2 separate regions of the Rattus norvegicus genome follow, and region 1 is linked to region 2. A link is a contact called in public Hi-C data. All regions are on one chromosome and are shown on one strand. Each heading gives the region's core, a stretch centred on a gene start, on an enhancer-like site or on the middle of the called end of the contact. The rest is flanking DNA. Distances are from core to core; before and after follow the strand shown.

Region 1 (2,796 bases), core at 87-2,586, 80 kb before region 2:
CTCGGTGACTTTGGCTGTGGTGGGGATTGCTGCCAGCTTCCTGCTGCAAGGCGGCAATGGCCTTGTCCTCCGTCCAGCCTGTGAATTGGCAGGGCGCTGAGATCTCACCTTAGCTGTGAATTCAGACAGCCGCAGGCAGCACGCGCTCCGAATTCGAGTCTTACTTCTGCGTTATCAGGATGGTGGTAACGAAAGGGTCTCTGTCAGGTGCAGAGGTCCCTGTGGTGGCCCCGTGGTGGCCCTGTGGTGGCTTATGGGTGTAGCAGCTTGGGGACCAGTAGCTGTACAGTTGTTGGAGGACATCTTGGAAGCGGTTCATCTTCTTTCTATCTGAGATAACCAAGGTTGGCGGAGCTCAGCCATTAGCACCACTGTTAGGGAACACTGACATTTCAGGTCCATGGACTGTGAAATGGCAGGTTCAAGGCCCGCATCAGCCACTTCAAACTTAGCCTGCTTTTTTTGGGCCCTTTCTAAGAGAGAAGCACTGATGGTTGCTAGCACACAGAGAGCAGGTGACAGAATGGTGGGACGGCTCTACTTTTCACCGGTGAGAGCTACCAGGAATAAGCCACAGCTTTCAGAGACTCTGAGCCATAGGAAAATGAGGCTTCTCCCCAAGGTTGCTGTGGGGTCAGCTCTGGAGAAAAATCAACCGGTTCAGGAGGGTGAATTGCTAGAAAGCTGCTGTCTCTGTGTCAGTCCGGATTTCTTTTCTCTTTTTTTTAAAATTTTAATGTTTTTGGATATTTTATGTATTTACATTTCAAGTGTTATCCCCTCCCCCTCCCTCCCCCTCCCCATCCCCCTGCTTCTATGAGAATGCTCCCATTCCCACCCACCCACTCCCACCTCACCACCCTGGCATTATTGGGGCAACGAACCTTCACAGGACCAAGGACTTTTCCTCCCATCTGGATTTGTAAAAAGGATTCTAGTTCAAGAGCCTTCTGTGGGCGAGTACCAGAAAACTGTACAGAGAGGAATGGACTAGGGAAGCGCAGGGAGGGTGTGTTCCAGTCCAGCAATCCCGGCAGCAGCAGACCCTGCTGAGGATTGGAGCTCAGTTCTGTCCGGGCAGACGGGAGCCTCTGGGTCACCCTGCCTGGTTGGTGAAGACTTCGCCAGCCTAGAGCCTCTGAGACAGGCAGAGGCTGCCACATAACAGAAACATGTGAGAGTGGACCCCCCAGCCCTCAGCCACATTCCCGAGGCCATGGGAGCCACGGGAGTCCTAGGCAGGAACCTAGATATGATCTGTGAGACCACTGAGTCCAGACCTCAGAAAGGCAACCAGGGCCTCACTGTTGAGCAGTTCCTGGACTGAGGTGAGAAGCCAGGCCCCCTGACAACGGCTGTAGCCCTCTTTCTAATCGTTACTCAGAACAGAAATTTAAATCCTCTGTGACGTGTGAGACAGACTGGATTTGATTCATGGAGCAGCGTCTTCCTTTCCGCCCTGGATGCCTTTGTCTTTCCCTGAGTGAAAAATTATCAGAGGACTAAATCCTCTCTGAGAGCCACAGAAAGAGAGGGGAAAAAATGGCCAAGTGTGTAAATAATGTCTCCCGGGGAAGCTCATATTTTTGGAGGCATTTGCTAATCATGTCTGTTTGGCATTGTTGTATCTTAAGTGTTTACTTGGGTGTCTGGCATTTTGCTTTTCCAAGGATCCTTGGAGTCCATGCCAGGGGAGCCTGACAGCCACTGTCTCATCAGTGGCTCATTAAGGTCAAAGTTATTTAAATGGCTGTGGCGGGGCCTAAGGTGGGAGAGCCACGACAGAGGTCCAGCTTCTACACACTTTCTTCAGATGCAAGCCAAGGCTGTTTGTGGAGCAGGCGGGCTCCCTTGTGGATCCGGAGAGCCCCAAAGCCCTGTGTGGTGCTCAGTGTGGAGCCTCTAGACAATGCGGCCTCTGTAGAGTCTGCCCTGGGGAAGGCACACAGGACGGTGTTGATCATGAACCAAACAGATGAACCCCGTGACGGAGAATGATTCTCAACCCGTGAGACTGGAAGCCTGGTCAGCCATCTTGTGTCCAGCCATGGGATTTGCCATGTCTGCTGGAAACTCTGGAGGGTCCACTTGGTCCTGGTCTGATTCTTAGATGGTTTCTAGATTTTCAGTTCTGTCTTCTTTCTCTGATGCATCTGGAGCCCAAAGGTGAAAGTCTGTGAGCCATCGAGAACCTCTGGGAAAGGGATATTGGTCTTGGAAAAGGTTGTCCAAACCGTACTTTGGAGTTCTCAGAAGGGAGGGCCTGGGTCTTAAGATAAGTCACAGTCTGAAGACACTGGATGCTACTTCTGTCCTGGAATGGGAAGAATACTCCAGACTTTCCTTGGAGGTGGTTTCTAGTGTCTCTTTCCTTAGGTCTTCAGTAATCGATATGCCAATACGTCAAGCTTTTCCATGTATCCTTCTGGTTAGTGCAAAGGAATACTGCATCATTTTTTTCAGAAAAGAAGGAGAAATTATCCATTTAAAAAATCATGTTTACAGGGCTTGCGTGCATGCTTCTTCTGGGTGTGCCTGTGAAGGTCAGAGGGCAGCTCTTGGGAATTGGTTTTCTCCATCTGTCATGTGGGATGAACCTCAGGTCATCAAGCTTCCTCACTAGCACCTAACACACCCAACATCCTTTCTTTAATTTGCATTTCTTTGACTGTCTTCGGAGATGTCTCCTCTACTGGCCTTTCAGCTGTCATAGGAAATCGTCTGCTCCTGATAGACATGGATAGCGTTACCTTCTAGAATAGCCAAGAGTAAGTTGAGTCTTCCATAGTTCTACTT
Region 2 (2,793 bases), core at 291-2,790:
TCATTCCTGCACGATGTTCATGCTGAGAAAAATGCGAGGCTCAAGTACTGAATTGGAATTGTGCACAGTGAAATTCTTCCTAGAATTTCTCCTTGGGGGTACTTAACTGGCAATGTCCGAGGCTGTAAACACAGCTGAGAAATGCTGTTATTGCATTTAAGAATCTCTCTTCTGTAATATTGAGACGTCTTGATTTAATTGGTAAGCTGCTCCGTGATAGCGTTCAATTGAAATGAGGTTTGTGAAGAGGAGAGTGAGAAGGAGGTCTCTCCTGGAGCCCAGACTGCTGAGGAAGTCGGCCTTATTGCCGAGTGTCAGAGATTAAATCACTCTTGCCTGTCATGAACTGATCGATCAGATTCTCCTTTGGATGGCTTCACACGTGTTGGAGGAAGAGAGGCTTTAGAATAGTTTGGTCACTTGTGTCTCATGCTGCTTGCTCTGTGTTATTGTGCACACTTGGGCCTCCGTGTACTGGGATAACTGTCAGTTTTTTATAGGAAACAGAAGCACAAAGCTCTACTCCCTGGACGGACAGGGATGTGAGGGGATGTAGGGAAGAGTATGATCTTTCCCTCTAAAAAGAAGTCGACTTGACAGGATCCAGCCTTAGAATTATCTCCAAGCCACAGACTTTTTTCTGTGTCACTCTTCCTTTAGAAAGTTGGAAACAAAGAACGTTTGGAAAAAGGGAGTAGAAATGCTTGTTGAGTTCCCTGAAGTCCCTGATAACCTCTGGTCATCTTGCCCAAAGGTGGAGTGATTTGCATATGCATGGAGTCATTTACATACAGAGGACTCATTTACATATGAAGCCTGTGCCATTACAGGGCAGAATCCAAGTTTTGGAGAGTGTGATAGAGACTAGGTCAACATACTAGGTCTCAAAAACATTGTGAAGTGTCAGACTTCTTAGAACATTCATTGACCCTTGTAGAATTTCTGTCTCTGTCTCTGTGTGTGTGTGTGTGTGTGTGTGTGTGTGTGTGTGTGTGTGTGTCTGCGTGCACATGCATGTATATGTGAGGGTGTATGTGTGTGATGGCCATAGGTTATCTTAAGTGTGTTCATCAGGTATCTCACTGCCCTGATAGTTACAGAATAGTCTAGGCTGCTTGGCCAGGGAACCCCATGGATTCACTTATATTGGCTTCCCTAGTTCTGGGATTACAAGAACACCTAGCTCTTTAGATGGTGGCTGGGAGGTCAAACTCAGGTCTCCTTGCTTGCCTGGGAATTACTTTAGCAAAGGTAGGGTTAGCATCAAGAGCTAGTATTGCTCTAGCCCTAGAATGCCTTTTCTATTGAAACACAGAACTCTTTTCTCCATTCTTATTTAAGGTATGTTTAATTACATCATGGCCACCATACTGCCATACAGTCTAACTACTCCCCTCCCTACAAAGATTCTAAGTCTGGAAGCCAAGCGTATTCAACTAAGGCTTGGGCACTTGTCTGGCCCCCTGACTTGGTAGTTGGCAGTGTTCTGGCTGCTGATTCTAACCAGTTCCCATGTCTGACTCGTGTCTTCCATGGACCTCTGTGGAAGAGTATACAGCTCTCACAATCTTTTCATTCATTCAAAGCCCTTCCATGACTAAGCCAGTGGTTATGAGGGGGAACTGTTGCTAGATGGACTGGGAGCAGGGCTCTGTGACTGAAAATGGGTCTGGATGGACTCTTTCTCATGACCTGGCAAATGCCTGCATTTTTTCTGCTTCTGCAGAGAATGAGGAAGTGGAAGGGATTGTTGGAATGTTCCCAGGAGATCTCACAGCCATGAAATGCTATAGAGATGGATGCTAACAGCAGGGTTTGGTGTGTCTCTTGCCTGCGCTTTTAGGACAGTTGCTATTTCTAGACCTGAGAGTGGTTCAGAGAACAGTGCTGGGAGGCTCCAGGAAGGAGAGGAATGTTAAGCTGGATAGTGGTGTGTTTAGCTGCAATTAAGTAACCATCGGGGGATTAGCGACTAACCCTTCATCAGGATGCCAGAGCTGGTGCATGAAGAGTTTTTGATTTCTGCCCCCTGTTCACTTTGCTAGAAGTCTCTTTTGTGAGAGAAGAAAACGACAATTATCTTTCTCTTGTGTTGTTTCCATTTTTGGTAAGCAGTGGGCAGAGTTAGCATTGGGTAAAATTTCAAAAGCTGTTTTGTGAGAAATCGCTCCCTCCTGACAGTGGCAACGTGGTAGAGGAGAGACAATAGCCAGCTTTTATTTCACCAGGCTCAACCTTCTGCAAAAGCTAAATTCAAGGCTGTCCCCCAGACCTTGGGAAGCTTGTTACTGCTTCTATGAGCCTGTGAGATTTTTTGGCCTTATTACCCCCCTGCGTTTCTCATTCAGCTGTCGTTGCCCTGTGATATGCCAGAAAATAAAAATTTCAACATATTGAGTTTAGAGATATGATTGGCTTTTATTAGCAATTCACAGATGAATCCGGAAAGCCTCCCACATATGAAATGGAGGGATGCTCCCCTGGGCCTAGCAGGAGAGCCTGCTTTTGTCAGGTAATTGAGCCCAAACAAAGAAAGTACTTGGTGCAGAAACAACAGAAGGATCCACACCAAGTTGCAGTTACTAACTGTTGTGTTGATAAAAAGATAAGGAGATGTGGGATATGTTCTATGGAGGTGTGGTGAGGTGTACGGAAAGGGGGTCCCTCTGTGAGCCCAGAGCCCATGCTGAGGCATTCCTTCCCCCTGAGGGACCAGCCACAGGAGGTATAGAATAGAATAGAATTTATTCAGGGCACGGGGGAGGGGAGTTAGGAGGGTGGTAGGGCAGAGAG

Evidence for each region. Hi-C and Micro-C count contacts between places; a contact is called where the count stands out from the background.
Region 1: a contact with region 2 is called in a Hi-C map of frontal cortex, with 1.7 times the contacts expected there. The contact joins two enhancer-like sites. A contact is called at or near these places in 2 of 12 Hi-C or Micro-C datasets (Schwann cells and frontal cortex).

The regions. Positions count from the first base shown.
Region 1 is chr2:245,236,676-245,239,471 of GRCr8, reverse strand. All of the region lies in intron 1 of St6galnac3 (ST6 N-acetylgalactosaminide alpha-2,6-sialyltransferase 3), which reads left to right. Among named protein-coding and RNA genes, the nearest start is that of St6galnac3, 67 kb to the left of the region's middle. Within about 2 kb of position 1,336, at least 20 of the 93 cell types and tissues checked have an H3K27ac peak or open chromatin away from gene starts, as enhancers often do.
Region 2 is chr2:245,157,313-245,160,105 of GRCr8, reverse strand. All of the region lies in intron 1 of St6galnac3 (ST6 N-acetylgalactosaminide alpha-2,6-sialyltransferase 3), which reads left to right. Among named protein-coding and RNA genes, the nearest start is that of St6galnac3, 150 kb to the left of the region's middle. Within about 2 kb of position 1,540, at least 50 of the 93 cell types and tissues checked have an H3K27ac peak or open chromatin away from gene starts, as enhancers often do.